Regions from separate parts of the Mus musculus genome. Here regions 2, 3, 4 and 5 are each linked to region 1. Evidence: chromatin contacts called from public HiChIP or PLAC-seq and promoter capture Hi-C data. All regions are on one chromosome and are shown on one strand. The core of a region is the stretch at or near the end of the contact, and the rest is flanking DNA. Distances in the headings are between cores, read along the strand shown. Region 1 holds the start of Dennd11 (DENN domain containing 11). Region 2 holds the start of Dennd2a (DENN/MADD domain containing 2A). Region 3 holds the start of Adck2 (aarF domain containing kinase 2). Region 4 holds the start of Ndufb2 (NADH:ubiquinone oxidoreductase subunit B2). Region 5 holds the start of Tmem178b (transmembrane protein 178B).

Region 1 (2,887 bases), core at 200-2,699:
TTAAAAAAGAGAAAGGAAGGAAGGAAGGAAGGAAGAAAGAAAAAGAAAAGAAAGAACCGACCAACCCATTTGCCCTAAAACCGGTGACTTTGGAAAGTGGTTAAGGATTATCTATCAACCGAGTTTTGTATCTAAAAATAGAATCTTGTACTTCTCAACTTCAGCTTTGGCTGTGCCTCAGTTTCTGAAGTAGTGGGCTTTGTTGTCTGGCCTTCAGAGTTTGTGCAAAACTCAAGCAGATGTGCCCTTGAATTTAAACTGGATTGTGCCCTAGCCCTGGCTTGGACTGTACATTCCCCAGACTCCCATTTCAGTAATTACTCCATTAATTGAGTGAGGTAGTCACTTAACATGTCTTTAGGGGATGGGGGTTAGGGTGAACTAACTAATGATGATGACAGCAATCACTACTTTTTGGTAAAACGTTTTACTGTTAAGGCGTGAGTCACATATTTGGAACTAGCAGCAGCTGTGGGTAGGCAGTCATTGATGATCCTCTTGGGAACAGGATCAAAGCAGGGAGACCTGGGCTTCACAAAGTCCCTGGAGTTAACAGGTAACACAAAAATTTTACCAAGTCCTTGTCAGAAACATGAGGTGAATTCTATCTAAAAATAATTGTCTCTTGCTATCTTATTTTTTTCATAATTTTAATGGATATTTCTTATGCATACCTCTAAGTTAGTCACCAGATTTACCCCCTTCCAAGAACTGAGAAATTCAAATTTTTATTTGTAAATATTCAGAGGGAATTCATTGGCAATCCTTACTTACCAAAGCCACAGACAGGCTTAAGGGCTGCTTTCCTACTCACTTTTTCCTGCTTATTTTAATGTAGAATGCCCCCCACCCCCACCCCAGCCCTCCAGCTTAATATCTCCAAACTGCATATATGCAAGGAAATAAATTAATGATCACTATCTCGACCAGCCTGTTATATAAATAAAGTTAAATGCCCAATGGCAACCTTACAGTCCTTTTGATCTTGATTTGTGTGTGTATTTGAAACACTTGGGATGTCCTCTGCTTCACTTCCTGACTTGGAGGCAGTTTTCACCAAGCTCTCGGGATTATATAATATATGTGCTCCGCTCCATAATGGTGACGTTCAAAAATTCACAGTGGAATCCTAGTTGGGAAGGCTCTTCAACCCACGCGCAGGTGACAGACTAAGGGATGCGCGTCCTGCACCCTACACTATGGATCAAGAGCACCCACATACAGAGATGCAGAGCTGAAGCCCGGACCAGGCCACGGGGCGCTGAACCCGTGCGGGCCACCTTCCAGAGCTCCGGGACCAAGCAAGTGCGCTGGTGTCCGAGCAGGGGCAGGTGTGGCCAAGCCCAGCGGGCACCCAGAGAGCCTCCGCACCGCAGAAAGCGGCAGGGCGGGCAGGCCCGGAGGGGAGTGCCCGCAGCCTGCCCCGCCCCTCGCGCCCCGGCTCCGCCTCGCCTCGCCATGGTGGAGCAGGGAGACGCGGCGCCGCTGCTGCGCTGGGCCGAGGGCCCCGCGGTCTCTGTGCCGCAGGACCCCGCGCTGCAAGCTGGAGGATGGGTCCGGGGCGGCAGTGGGGAGGGCCGAGTGGCCGCGGAGGCGCCCCGAAGGCGGGAACCCGACGAGCCAGCTCCCCCCGAAGTGCTGCTGCAGCCGGGGCGCCTAGAGCTAGGCGACGTAGAGGAGGACCAGGTGGTGGCCGTGTTCGTGGTCACCTTCGATCCTCGCTCCGGTGAGAGCCACTTAGGGATGGAAGGATTGGGGGGGGGCGGTGGGGGAGACTGCACACTGGGTTTCGGGGGCGCGGGGGAGGGACTCGCTGCGCACGCACTCGCACCCACACACCTGCATCCCTCCCTGCCCGGGGGTCCCGGGGCACGGGGGCGCTGTGTCTCCAGACTGGAGCCGAGGGATCCCGGGGGCTTTGTTCCGCCCCCTGCTCCGTCCCGCCGCCGCTCTCAGCTCCGCTCCGCCGCCTAGTCGCCGCTCTCCTATTTGCTCCGCTTCAGTGCGGGAGGATTGGTTTGCGGCAGCGGGCACATTGGCTTTTGTTTTCTCTGTTTTCCTGCTGGGCTGAAAGGTTCTTATAGACGCCGAGAGGAAGACACCCCCCCCCCTCCCGCGTACGTCGCCTCCCACGAGGGTTCAGAACGACCCTGCTCTGCGCCTGCCCTTGCTCCGGATTGCTCCCTGCGCCGTAACTTTCCCAGCCGCCTAGTTCACTTTCTCCGAAGGCTTCATTTTTAGGAATTAACGTGAGAGCGTTAGGGGATGGGGCTGGAGAAGCTTTCGCTGGCAGGCTGCCTTTCTGGGAAGACTCACTGGCTGTGTCACACCGTCTCTACCCTAGCCACCCACTCCGGGGTGGGGAGTGCGTTGCAACAGTAGGCGGTTCCGCGAGGGGATAAAAGTGAACGAATGGCTGTGGGCTCCAGCTTAAGGCATTGGAATCCCCCAGCTGCTTATTTGAGGAAGAGGAATGCTCGGATGCTTCTTCCTCGATTTCTCCTTTGAGCTGCTAGCGTGAGGAGCTGGTGTTTGTGAGGGAAGGATGGTTTTCTTCCTTCTGGAAGTTCCCAGCCAGTCTTCCAACCCTGAGAGGATGGATGGGCTAGGAAGAAGAAATAGGATTATGTGCCAGGTACTTCAGAGATGATGGATGCTGGTGGCTTCTAGGGTGGGTGGCTTAACCATGGTCAACGATTCTGAGCCAGCAAACAGGCTCCTTACAAAGGCGAATGCCCTATTCCTAGCGGCAGGACTTGTGGGAAGAACTCAGCCCCCACCCCCATCCCGTCTACTTGTTGCCTTATCCCACAGTCTTTCAAACTTTTCTGACTTTAACCTGCCATATCGAATTAAATTTGCATCACAACCAGAACATTCAAACTAA
Region 2 (2,887 bases), core at 125-2,624, 880 kb after region 1:
CCCCAACCTAAGCTTTAGGCCATTAGGCTACTCTTGAAGGTCTCTAATAGCCAGGAAGGAGACTGGCTGGCACCTACCCTCAGGGCAGATAAATTGTCACTGTCAGGCCTGAGCACTTAGCATCTGGTGTTTCTCTGCTTGGACCCCTTTGCCTTTAGCATAATATTCAAATTCTGCCCAGGCCACTTGAATCCCTCCAGGCCTACCCATCGATCCTTATTCCCTCCCACTTAAGGGTCCCCCAAATACCATAATGTGACACCCCCACAACACCAGTCACACTCTTCCCTCTTTTCAGGCTGTCTTTTCTTGCCCTGTTTCTCCACCTTCTATAACTGATTCACTATCGCTGGTCACCAAAGCCCCAGAGAATGCCCCAGCCTGTGTTGGCTCCCTTAAGGCCCCCACAGCATTTTCAAGTGGACTCCAATTTGGCAATCCTTTTTTTTTTTTTTTTTTTAAGATTTATTTATTTATTATATGTAAGTACACTGTAGCTGTCTTCAGACACTCCAGAAGAGGGAGTCAGATCTCATTACGGATGGTTGTGAGCCACCATGTGGTTGCTGGGATTTGAACTCTGGACCTTTGGAAGAGCAGTCGGGTGCTCTTACCCACTGAGCCATCTCACCAGCCCCCCAATTTGGCAATCCTACTGTCTTAAAAACCTCCTGTGTGAGTGCTTTGACTGCACCCTGTGTACGTGGGACCGTGGGACCGTGGAACCGTGGGACCGTGGGACCGGTGTGCTGTAGAAAGCCAGTTCTCTGATCACTTTTCCTGACCAGGGCTTGGGACCCATTCTGTACCCTTCTGTAGGGAGGTGGGCCCCTGGATCCTTATGGCCCAGGCTCCTGAGTTGCTTAGGGGCAAATATGGACCCTTGGGTCCAAATAGCTTGTCTCATGACTGTGAGTTGTTGCTTATGGGCAAACTGGGCCTCGAAGGCCTATCTCATGACTGTCAGTTGCTTGGGGGCAAATGTGGAGCCCAATTCTGCCTGAGGCGTCCACCCTAACTGCTCAGAAACAAAGCAAGGGCAGGGAGTGTGGCTACGGCTTTGGTGCTGTCTAAATCTGGTTCTCGGCCCCTGGCTAAGCGCATCTCAAGAATGGACCTCAGTCGGGGTAGCAGAGAACCGGTTCGGCGATCTTCAGCACAGAAAAGGTTAAGCCACCGTCTCCCCCACCCCTCGAAAGGCGAGGGGGCGAGTGAGTGCGGCAGAAGGTCCTGTTTACCGTGGCTCCCCTCGGCGGCGGGCCCTGGGAGAGTGGTTGCTGTGGCAACCGGCCGGGCGCCCGCCAGCTGCGGATTAGCTCACTGGAGCCGCGGGATGGGTCGGGAGGAGGGGGCGCGCGTCACTGCAGACGGTCGCGGCGCAGCCCAGGGCAGAGGAAGGGGCCGCGCGCGCGGGAGGCCAGAGGAGACGCAGCACGCCTCCGAGGCCGGAGGCGGCGGGGACCGGACGGGAGCGCGCGCGGCGGGGACCCGAGGGGCTCGCGGCGGCCGGGGGAGGCCGCGCGGACAAAGGCGCGGAGGGCAGCGGGCCATGGCGCCCCAGGCCCCCGCCGCCCCTGCCCCGGGCGACCGCGAGTTGCGCCCCAGAACCCGCGGAGCCGACGCCCGTAGAGAGGTAGGGCTGGGCGCCGGAGTGCGGGCGACCTCGGGGGAGACCCGGGAGGGTACGCGCGGGGGCGACGAGGAGACTGCAGGCGCAAGCCGGGGCTCCTCGCAGGCGGCGCTGGGGACGCTTCAGCGGGGCCCTGGGGACCCGCGCAGGAAGCGATCCACAGCTCTTTCCCGGGTCGGGCTAACTTCAGGGCCGAAGAAACTTGCAGAAACTGGGCAGAGCCCGGCCCTGCGCTGTGCCGGAGCTCCCGGGCGGCTGTGAGTGAGTACGCGCGTGTGAGACCGAGTGTGTACGCTGGGGTGGGGGAGTCCAGGCGGCTCTAGTCGGGATTTGTCGTGGTGGAAAGTGGGGTACGTTGAAGTTTACTTCTCCCACTTTCCTCCCCAAGGATGGAGTTGGGAGTAGATGGAGCCCAGGGTAAGTCTCTTAACCACACAGGATATAGTCCTGTGCAGGAGAGTCACTGTGATATGGAGTCAGACCACTGAGCCAGAGGGAGCTCAGCGCCCGGAATCCTGTAGTGAGGGGCAGACACAGGAAGCTAAGGAGTGCCTTCCTTTGGCCCTGGATTGGAACAAGGAGAGAGCTGGGACCCTAATTTAACCAGCCTGCTGAGGAAGGAGCAGGCTGACTTCTGGCCGGGTGCTCTGATGGCTTTCAGGGTTGTGACTATAGCTCCCCAAAAGACAGGTAATTGTGGAGTGTGGTAATAGTGTTATAATAGGCACTTTACAGTAATTTGTTATGAAACACTTGCACCTGCTGTGGTTACTATAGAAAAGCCTTTCTCCTTCAGTACCAAACACCTGAAGAGTTGAATAGGCTCTTTAGGGAATGGACCACAGAGGAGAGAGTTGGAGATTCAGAGAGGAAGCAGAAGGCAAACAGAAACAGACAGTTTATTTATTTGAGACAGGGTCTCAGTATGTGACCCAGGCTGGCCTCAAACTTAAAGTCCTCCCTTTTGTCTTAACTCTCTAAATTCAGGATTACTGGTAGGCAGGCAGGCTCAGTTCAGGGACTTGTTTGTTTGAGGCAGGGTCTCAGGTAGCTTAGACAGACCTTGAACTTGATTTTGAATTAATTTTTTTAAATGTACTATATCTTTATGAGTTTCCCTGAATGTATGTCTGTACACCATGTTCATGCAGTGCCCACGGCCGCTCTAGTGCCTATCCTCTAGGACTGGAGTTAGTTACACACAGTTGTGGGCTGCTATGTGAGTGCTAGGAATTGAACCCAGGTCCTCTGGAAGAG
Region 3 (2,887 bases), core at 159-2,658, 860 kb after region 1:
CTCTTTCGGATCTGGGGCAGACAGCTCAGTGGGTAGGTACTTGATTAAAGTGCTAGGCAAGGTCTGAGAGCACTTACTTTCACTGCCACTGGGATGAGGTGATCTGACTTAGGCAGATGCCAGGGAGCCTGAGACACACCCACTTCTGACCCACCAAGGTCAGCTTTAGGAAGAAGCAGTTTTTCTAGAAATGCTTCGTCGGCAAGGTTTTCTGAAGGCTTCCGGTCTTTCATAAAGGGCTCTCTCTGCATCACCACGGCCCTGGTTCCTGGGGCAGAGAGCTCCCCAAGTCTCCAGATCCTGTCTTCCTCCAACAAGGAAATACTAGCGAACGCTTTGTACACTTGGGCCACACAACCTGAACCTACAGGTTCCCGGGTCTCGAAAAAGAGGAGGCTGCCCCAATCCTCCCCAAATGCCTGCTGGAGTAAGTATTCCGTCCTTGCCCAAGGGTGGGGGGTCACCTGGACATGCAGCTTGGAGAACTGGGTACAGAAAGCCTCTGAAAAGAGGTCGCGCCGGGTGCTGGCCCATTGGCCCAATTTGATATATGTTGGGCCTGAGGTCTCTGTAGCTTTGAAAAGCAGATGGAGCCAGAGGGTGGAGAGGCCAGGGGCCAAGTAGGTGAGAGGGTACAAGAAGAGGAGGGGGAAGAATTTCGCCAAGAGCACACCAGCGCGGAGCCCTAGGCGGAGACACAGTAAGACGCGGGCCAGAGGCCCTTCTTGGGCCACCTTCTCCACTAGTCCATTTTCCGCCAGGTCACTCCAGTGAGTCTTTCTCTGGCACAAGCTGCCAGGCGCCCCCTCTCCAACACTGCCATGGGCTGAGATTAATTTGGGCAAAGTACCTAGCAGAAACCAACATAGTCTGGCATTGCGAGAGCATCCCAGGGGTCTGGAATGCCCAAGTTCCTTTCTGAACTCAAAGCATCTTAAGTGTGACAAGCAGACCCTGACAGACAAACGCCAGGGGGTCACCATCCTCTCTAGACCCCTTGGCCTAGACTGCTTGTTCTCTACCTAAAGGGAAGCCATTGTGGAGACGCTCCGTGCCGAAGCGGGGATGAGTCGGACCGCGCCCCCTAGCGCAGCCCAGGAGGGGAGGGATAACGGGGACCTGAGCCGGGGACCACGGGTGACAAGCTGTCCAGCGCCAGAGCTCAGAGTGCAGGGAGTCGCCGAGCGCCAGGGACGGAGATGCGGACCCGCGGCCTAGAGAGAACGACGAAGCCTCAGAGGGCCGCGGGAAGACCTGAGAGGCGCGCTCCGGCGGGCTCACGGGCCAGGCTCCCGGGGGGCGGCGGAGATGCCGAGCCGATGGCTCGGGACCTGCACAGAGCGGGCAGTGACAACCAGGCAGAGAGAGAGAGCACTAAGCGTCCGGGCCAGCGCTGCTCCCAGCTTCCGGTACCTGGTTCCGCCCTCTCTGCCCACGACATGCTCCTTAAAGGGGCCACGGCGCGAACTAGGGCAAAAGCGCCTGGGCACATCGAGTTCCTGTGATGATTTAGAGAAAAAACGCAGACGCGAGCTCTGTAGCCCTCTTTTCCGCGTCTGCCTTTCCTCTTCACAGCCTCGTAGCTTAAATCCTAGAAATATTAAACTACACTGAATATTACAAGTGGGTCCAAAGGAAGGACAGATTTTTCAGCTGCTGAGTTCTTGAGTCTCAGGCTACGCTGACTTAGCGGCGGTGTTTAGACCTTAGGGAATGGCTTATACACTTAACTAAGACTTATTGAGCCAAATCAGGTCTTTCTTGAATTTAATTTAATATTTGTTGAGTCACAAGAATATATACTAAACTAGATAGGTAACGATATTATTTTATGTCAAGCCCAACGAAATAAATGAGTTCGATCCGTGGAACCTACATGAAGGAAGGATGTCACCAATTCCTTTTAAGTCGTGTCCCCCACATACAAAATAAATGTCATAGAAATAAAAATGTAGCAAGGGCCACAGAAGCAGTGAGGAGCTGGTTGAATCATAGGCTGGGCTACTTTGGAGAAGAAAAAAAGGGTGTTGGGAGAGGAGCCAAATAAAAGTTCCAAAGTAGGAAAGACTTTTGATGTTCTGAGGGGTGTGTGTGTGTGTGTGTGTGTGTGTGTGTGTGTGTAGGTGATAGAGCATGGGAACTGAGCCTACATAGCCAGGGAAAGGGCTTGCAATTTCTTCTCAGCGCTCTGGAACTTAAAAAGCTGCCTGCCCTGGGGCACCACAGTCCCTACTACCTATCAACAGCTTTTGTCCCTGTGTGGAAAGAAATTTGCACAAAAGTCTGACCAAGGGTAGATTTAAAGACATCCCAGGTGAAAAGGATTATAGAAAAAGAGAAACAAGGACAAGGCCAGGGTTCCTATCACTGGACATGTCATTCAACCTCAAGACACACACCCCCTGGCCATCCAGAAGGCTCAGAAGATATAGTAATTTCTCCAAAGGTAAGATCAGGGCCACTAACAGTCAGGAATAGTGGAGTGGCCAATGGCTCTTCCTGTATGGTCAATAACAGTCCAGTTCCTAACTCTAAAAGATGGGGTACACCCTTTGGGTTTCCCAAGGCAGACATGATGCCTTACACTGCTTTGAAATGTGGTCAGGTGTCAGGCACGGTGCCCTCACTTTCAATTCCAGTAGGAAAGAAGGAAGGAAGGAAAGAAGGAAGGAAGGAAGGAAGGAAGGAAGGAAGGAAGGAAGGAAGGAAGGAAGGGGGAGGTAAGGAAGGAGGGAAGGAGGGAAGGGAAGGAAGGGGTGGGCAAAATCTGTGAGTTGGAGGTCAGTCTGCTTTGTATAGCAAGCTCCAGGCCAACAGGGACTACATAGTGAGACCCTGTTTCAAAAAAGCAAAATAGGGCTTGGAGAGCGATGGCTCAGTGGTTAAG
Region 4 (2,887 bases), core at 280-2,779, 840 kb after region 1:
ATGCTAAAATGAAATAAATAAAAGGTCCTTTTTCAAGTATCAGTAACTGGGGGGCTGGTGAGATGGCTCAGTGGGTAAGAGCACCCGACTGCTCTTCCGAAGGTCCAGAGTTCAAATCCCAGCAACCACATGGTGGCTCACAACCATCCGTACACGAGATCTGACTCCCTCTTCTGAAGTGTCTGAAGACAGCTACAATGTACTTTCATATAATAAATAAATAAATCTTAAAAAAAAAAAAAAAAGTATCAGTAACTGAGCACAAATGCCTGGGAAGCCAGTACTGAAGCTGGCATTCACAGGGATCCCACTCTGACGACTCAGAGACCCAAGACAAGTGGTCTATCATTAGACTCCTGAATCAAGCTGTAGCCCCATAATGAAAGGGCGAAAAGTAATAATAAATCAACGAGAAGGAAACTGAAACTTAGTTACCAGAAGCCAAACTTCAGGTAAGTTTCCACCTGAACTATTGCTGGGTTGGACCTTTTGTGGCCCAAAAACCCAAACCAAGGGCTGGGAACTTAGATGAATAGTGGAACCCTTCTTCCCCCGTTGGAGGTAAGGGAAATCCAAGCTAAGTAGTGAAACTGGACGGGAAGCATCCCCAAAACGGTATGAAGATCTTAAAAGAAATCTCGGTGGACAAAACCTGCCAGGTTATATGCGAGCGAGAGAGAGACAGAGACAGAGAGACAGAGACAGACAGAGACTGAGAGACAGATCAATACAACAAAATAAAGCTATAAGTATTACAAATCTCGGGTGGAGAGAAGGCAAAATGAGTAAGACACAGCATCCAATCTAGGATTTAAAGTGCCAAATCTAAACACTGACTTGGGGGCGCACGCCTTTAATCCCAGCACTCCGAAAGCAGAGACAGGAGGATCACTAATGAGTTCCAGGTCAGTCGAGGCTACACAGTGAGGCTCAAAAAAAGTGCCAAATTTTAATCGTAAAAATGTACCTAATGGTGAAAAGAACAGACTATACTACCTTACTGACTCAAGGTCTCCGTGTCTGCCCTGCCTGGACCCGTCTTGTCTCTGAGCCCATCTCCACCCGTCTCCATGCGCTCGGGACCTCCACTAGCCAGCTGCTTGGAAGGCTCAGTCCGGGAGACTGTGCGGGACTGGATTCTTATCACTCGGGTCTTAGTTAACGCCTCTCTCCCGCAACCCTGCGCCATCCCTTCACCTCTAGCCCACCAAGCCGACTAAAAGGCCAGTCTCGGTCCAGGCAAAACTACAAGACCCAGCATGCCTCGGGCGGCAGCGGAGTTTCACGCACCCTCCCGGGCGACTGCTTCAAGGTGACAGCGTCCGGATGGCAGCGCTGCCTGTTCAAGCCGGCCGAACCCTCGCCCCCGCCCGACACTCACTGACGGACTCCACTGTCTCCAGCCGCCCGCGCGCGGCAGCCCCGGAGCAGGCGGCCTCCGACGCGGCCGAAAGGTACCAGACGGGTGAGCGCAGACATACTAGCAAGACTGCAGTTCCCACCCCTGATGCGTCACTTCCCCGAGTCCCGGCCCGTGACGTCACTGCGTCGCACTGCGTCTCTACCCGGGCTGATGGTAGGCCACAGGGGACAAGTTCAAGCCATTGGCGGACCTTAGAGGCTCCAGGTTAACGGGCAGATAGGTCGTCCTTCAGGAGGAGCCCTGGCTGCCTCGTGGCACAGCCTGGCAAGGTGCTCTTGGCTGACCTTACTGCTGCTCCCTGCTTTGGCTCATATAGACGGTGCTTTCATGCATGTTCTTGCCACTGTGGGCCCTTGTTAAAGGCCTAAGCCCTTTCTGAACCACGCAATGTTTATTTTATAACATCGCAATGTTTATTTTATAGCATCGTTGTTTCAGCATTGTTCTGAATGACTAATCAGCCAGGGTGTTAAATTTCAGAACCTGGACTGGTGGCACGGGAATCACCTGAGGAACCCAACCCGGCACACTCGGAATAAGTCGGCCAGGAACATGGGGGAAAGTTCCTAACGCCTCGAGCCTTAGCCAATTCGAGGTTTTTTGGCATTTCCTCTTGTTATTAATGTAATAAGCAAGCAGAAAAATAAGGACATGAGGGCAGTCCAGTTAAGATGCAACACCAAGATGGCAACAAATCGAGACCTGACTTCAGCCGTAGAAATGTACTCGCAGTGGGAGCTGTAACACAAATAGATGCACGTAGACGCGCAGATGCGCTCAGTCTCCGGCCATTAGTGGGGAGGGAATATGAATTTTCAAGCTCATCCTCATAAAACAAGACATACATATCTGTTCCGAGTTACTAGGTCTATAGGATAGCCTACTGTCATCTTTCCAGAAAAACTAATTTTTTCACTCACTTCAGATTTCCTTCAAGAAACAAAGGCTCCACTGGCTATTAAAATAGTCCGCCTTCCTCGGCCTGCTTTTTTCTCTCAGTATTGCCTCTGTTGAAATCTGGATAGACTCCAAACCTAAGACTACTCCTAACCCCAAGAGGTTGTGAGAAACGGACTTTTTTCTATAAACAGTAGCTAGCACACCAACAGTCAATACTCTAATAATCTCCACCTTGTAAAATTATTCAAGTATTTTAATCATCTGGAAAACCTGTTTACACAAAGGCCTTCCATTCTGACGACAAGAGCTATGGACCCCTTCCTTCCCTCCTTCCTTTGCATCTATTAGGAACTATCCAACCATGGCAGAGTCTGAGGTCGCACTCTACCAATAGGATGAGACACAGTCATCACCTGTATTAGAATAACAACTGAACTTCCCGCCCTAGTGTGCTTGCAAGGCCACTGTAAGTTATGGCACATTTTACCAAAAGAAAAATTAATAATAATAATAATAATATGTTGCTTTGCAGGATTACTTTCGCTATGATCTAGTGGGTAGGGG
Region 5 (2,887 bases), core at 126-2,625, 560 kb after region 1:
CGGTGGTGAACTCAGCACGGCCACTTCCCACCGTTCAGGGGGCAACAGTCCTAACCCTCCGTCCGCCTCTGCACGCCGCCCAGCAATCACAAACTAAACACCAAGTGCTCTCGACCACGGCGAGGCTTGCTGGGTTTCTCTGTGCAGCTTGCTGACCGGAGTGACAGTCCTGGCTTCCTGGGAATGAATGATAGGGAGGGAGATCTGAGGACGCGACACTTCGCCGAAGGACGGATCGCGCTCACGGCCGGTTGCCCGGAGTAGGGAGTGCAGCCTGGATCTCTTTCTCTGGGACTCTCCTCCCCTTTTCGGTCTGCAGCCGAAGGCCGGGGACGCGTGCCCAGAACTGTTCTTTTCCAGGTTGGGTCTTTTCAAAGCCTGAGTCCTCTGATCACCACTAGGTCCTTGACTCCTGCCGACCCCACGGGTGCTCTCAGAAGCGAGCTGCCCGCAGACGCATGGTCTCTACCAGCCTTTGCCCGCGAGCTCCCGGATGGCCTGCCTCTGGCCTCCCCATTAAGACAGCTCCGCTTTTGGACAGCGGGGACACTCGGGCGGCGTTACGCGACTGTTCAGGGCCCGGGGTTTGCAGAGACTGGGCGGCAGCTGACGGGCGTTAGGGACGGACTGCACAGAGGAGGGCGCACCCGGAGCGCTCGGAGCTCCTTCAACACCATGGACAGGTCGCTCAGGGGTGGCGAGCTGCCCGCCCAGCCGCCAGCCTCCCCGGTGTCATGCGGCTCTCTCCAGCGCCTTCTTCTTCCTGGAGTGTGTGCACCCGGCCCTCTCCAATATCCCTTCTGCTCCACTTCACCTGGCCTTCCGCAGCCCCGCGTGCGAGATGCCCAGGTGCTGAGAAAATGCTGCGAGCACGAAGAAAACCCGGAGCCCGGCTGCTCGAAGCAACCCGCCCCCTTCGCCACCTGAGCCCAAGCACTCCAGCACCGCTTGCTCTAACCAGCTGGGGTCAGCCGCTCTCAGATTGCACCATTTTCTTCTCAGCCCACCCGGGTGCCGAGACTAGGGATCCCTCGGCCTCGTGTGGAATATCCCGTCCCGGCCTCAGCGTCCCGCGATCCGGCTCCCCGCACTGGGGTGAATGGGGCGGGGGATAGAGGGGTGGGGGAGCCTGGGCGCCTCGGCTTCACCTCCCTACCTCCTCGAGCTGCAGAGGCTTCCGGGCCTCTCAGGCTCAGGCGACGCCCGAGAGGAGCGAGAGCCCAAGCTGCACCCCAGGGGCTCCAGAAATCGCATTGCCCGGGTGTGGGCGCCCGAGAAAGCCGCTGTCACTCGCTCGGCCTCCAGGCGCTGCAGCCTTGGCTAAAACCCACAGCCGAGAACACGGAGCGCGCAGCCAAAAGCTAGTGATGTCATCCGTGCAACGTGAGCCTCATCTCTTATTTTTCTAGCCTTCTTAAAGTTAAACCACACCATTTTCCAGGCACGAAATGTCTGAGCCTTGTTCTTTGGCCAGGCAAGTCAATGGTGTCTAGGTAGGTATGGGCTCCACCACATCCATATTAATGCACATATACATATATGTAGCATGTTTACGTGTATTATTATAAATTTAGTGTTGGTGCCTACGTCTCCCGTTTCTCTTTTGACCGTGGAAAAGTCCCTTAAATTCGCCACAGTTCTTTAAAGAAGAAAATGCTTAGAGAACGGTCTTTAACCGGCTCTGGGAGAACCCCTGCACCTCGGTTTCCGCCTCTAGTGTCTCCTATTCGTTTGATCTTTGTTTTTCCCCAGAAAGCTATAAGCACTACCTTGCTAGCTACTGGCGTTTCTACCTGGAACTGAGCAGAGAGCAGCCGTGAGCCAGCGGCCGACACCCCAACACATACACACACACACACACACACACACACACACACACACACACACACCTGTCCTTACTCTTCGGCAAGAAAAGGGGACAACTAACTGATCCGTTCAAGACCAGAAGAGAGCCGCTGTGGGGTGAGAGGGCAGTTGATTTTGGAGGAGAGGAAGTTATAGGCAACCTCGGTATAGGGTTTGTCGTGATTTCCCTATGACCGCTGGATTTAGCCTCCGCAGGGCCTCTTTGAGGTGGGACCGAGACTCCAGACCTTGAAGAGGTGGGCCCCAGCTAGAGGATCCATCCCCACCCTACCCCGCCCCCTGCTTCTCTCACGTGAAGCAGAGCCGCAAAGCTGGGAGCCTCCCATCCAGCTTCACATACTAGGGGTTTCATTCTAAAGCTCACCCTTCGGTTTTCACCCTCTCTCCAAAGTCGGGGTTCCCCACTGAGGGATAAAGAGCTGCCCTGGGGAAAAGAGAGTGCCCTAGGGACCCAGCTTTGCACAGCAGGACTTGTGAGTCGAAAGGAACGCACCTCCACCATATTCTTTTTGTCTTTTTTTTTTTTTTTCCTCCCTGCATTTTGAAAATCGCGAACAAGGCGTTTCAGTGCCATCTAGTGGGGGAGGGGCGTGCCTTGTTTTTCAGTCTTGAATTCTATAAGGGGATTTACTTCGTGAAGAGAAGTCATTAGGATTACCTACTTGGTTCTTAGATGATGCTCGGCTGGTCTAGAAGTTACAGGCACCTGCTAGTCCACATCATCCTCAGAGGTCCCTGGGATGCCCTGATAAAGCTGAGCGACTTTGGCCAGGGTGTCTTCTCCTTATCTTTTTCTCAATTCTATTTGTGTCCTTGAAAATAGGGATACATTTGGCATACATGCAAACACTACTAAAGCTATTTCTACCCCTAAAGCTAAGTGGGAGTGCTTTTCACCTAGTAGGGTACCTGCATATGACAATAGAAGGGAAACTGAACTGACAAGGTCAGTGGGAAGTCAAAGCAAGATTATCTCTACAGCTTGGGTCTCTTGGTTCCCTCTCGGGTCTTTAAGCCAGCT

What was found. Promoter capture Hi-C pulls out the DNA fragments that hold promoters and counts their contacts. HiChIP or PLAC-seq counts read pairs in DNA pulled down with a chosen protein or histone mark.
Region 2: a FOXA1 HiChIP or PLAC-seq map of pancreatic cancer cells shows a contact between it and region 1. The contact joins the promoter of Dennd2a here to the promoter of Dennd11 in region 1. A contact is called at or near these places in 2 of 39 promoter capture datasets (hippocampal neurons and liver) and 1 of 115 datasets of contacts at active chromatin or transcription factors (pancreatic cancer cells).
Region 3: a contact with region 1 is called in an H3K4me3 HiChIP or PLAC-seq map of stem cell-derived neural progenitor cells, with 5 times the contacts expected there. The contact joins the promoter of Adck2 here to the promoter of Dennd11 in region 1. A contact is called at or near these places in 3 of 39 promoter capture datasets (cranial neural crest, hippocampal neurons and liver) and 2 of 115 datasets of contacts at active chromatin or transcription factors (embryonic hindbrain and stem cell-derived neural progenitor cells).
Region 4: a promoter capture Hi-C map of hippocampal neurons shows a contact between it and region 1, with 2.5 times the contacts expected there. The contact joins the promoter of Ndufb2 here to the promoter of Dennd11 in region 1. A contact is called at or near these places in 5 of 39 promoter capture datasets (the 3T3-L1 cell line, the C10 cell line, embryonic stem cells and 1 more), 1 of 484 Hi-C or Micro-C datasets (embryonic stem cells) and 2 of 115 datasets of contacts at active chromatin or transcription factors (embryonic forebrain and embryonic hindbrain).
Region 5: an H3K4me3 HiChIP or PLAC-seq map of embryonic stem cells shows a contact between it and region 1, with 23 read pairs. The contact joins the promoter of Tmem178b here to the promoter of Dennd11 in region 1. A contact is called at or near these places in 3 of 39 promoter capture datasets (embryonic stem cells and neural stem cells), 8 of 484 Hi-C or Micro-C datasets (embryonic stem cells and stem cell-derived neural progenitor cells), 16 of 115 datasets of contacts at active chromatin or transcription factors (differentiating embryonic stem cells, embryonic basal ganglia, embryonic forebrain and 6 more) and 3 of 9 other capture datasets (adipose tissue, embryonic stem cells and pancreatic islet).

The regions. Positions count from the first base shown.
Region 1 is chr6:40,434,697-40,437,583 of GRCm38.p6, reverse strand. It overlaps Dennd11 (DENN domain containing 11), which reads left to right and starts at 1,449. Exons shown (of 9, transcript NM_001356375.1): 1 at 1,449-1,726. The coding sequence starts at 1,459. It also overlaps a transcript of Wee2 not described here.
Region 2 is chr6:39,556,321-39,559,207 of GRCm38.p6, reverse strand. Dennd2a (DENN/MADD domain containing 2A) reads left to right here and starts at 1,374. Exons shown (of 19, transcript NM_172477.4): 1 at 1,374-1,633.
Region 3 is chr6:39,572,397-39,575,283 of GRCm38.p6, reverse strand. Adck2 (aarF domain containing kinase 2) reads right to left here and starts at 1,408. Exons shown (of 8, transcript NM_178873.3): 1 at 78-1,408. The coding sequence starts at 983.
Region 4 is chr6:39,591,207-39,594,093 of GRCm38.p6, reverse strand. It overlaps Ndufb2 (NADH:ubiquinone oxidoreductase subunit B2), which reads right to left and starts at 1,529. Exons shown (of 4, transcript NM_001358797.1): 1 at 1,382-1,529. The coding sequence starts at 1,479.
Region 5 is chr6:39,869,924-39,872,810 of GRCm38.p6, reverse strand. It overlaps Tmem178b (transmembrane protein 178B), which reads right to left and starts at 1,375. Exons shown (of 4, transcript NM_001360978.1): 1 at 1-1,375.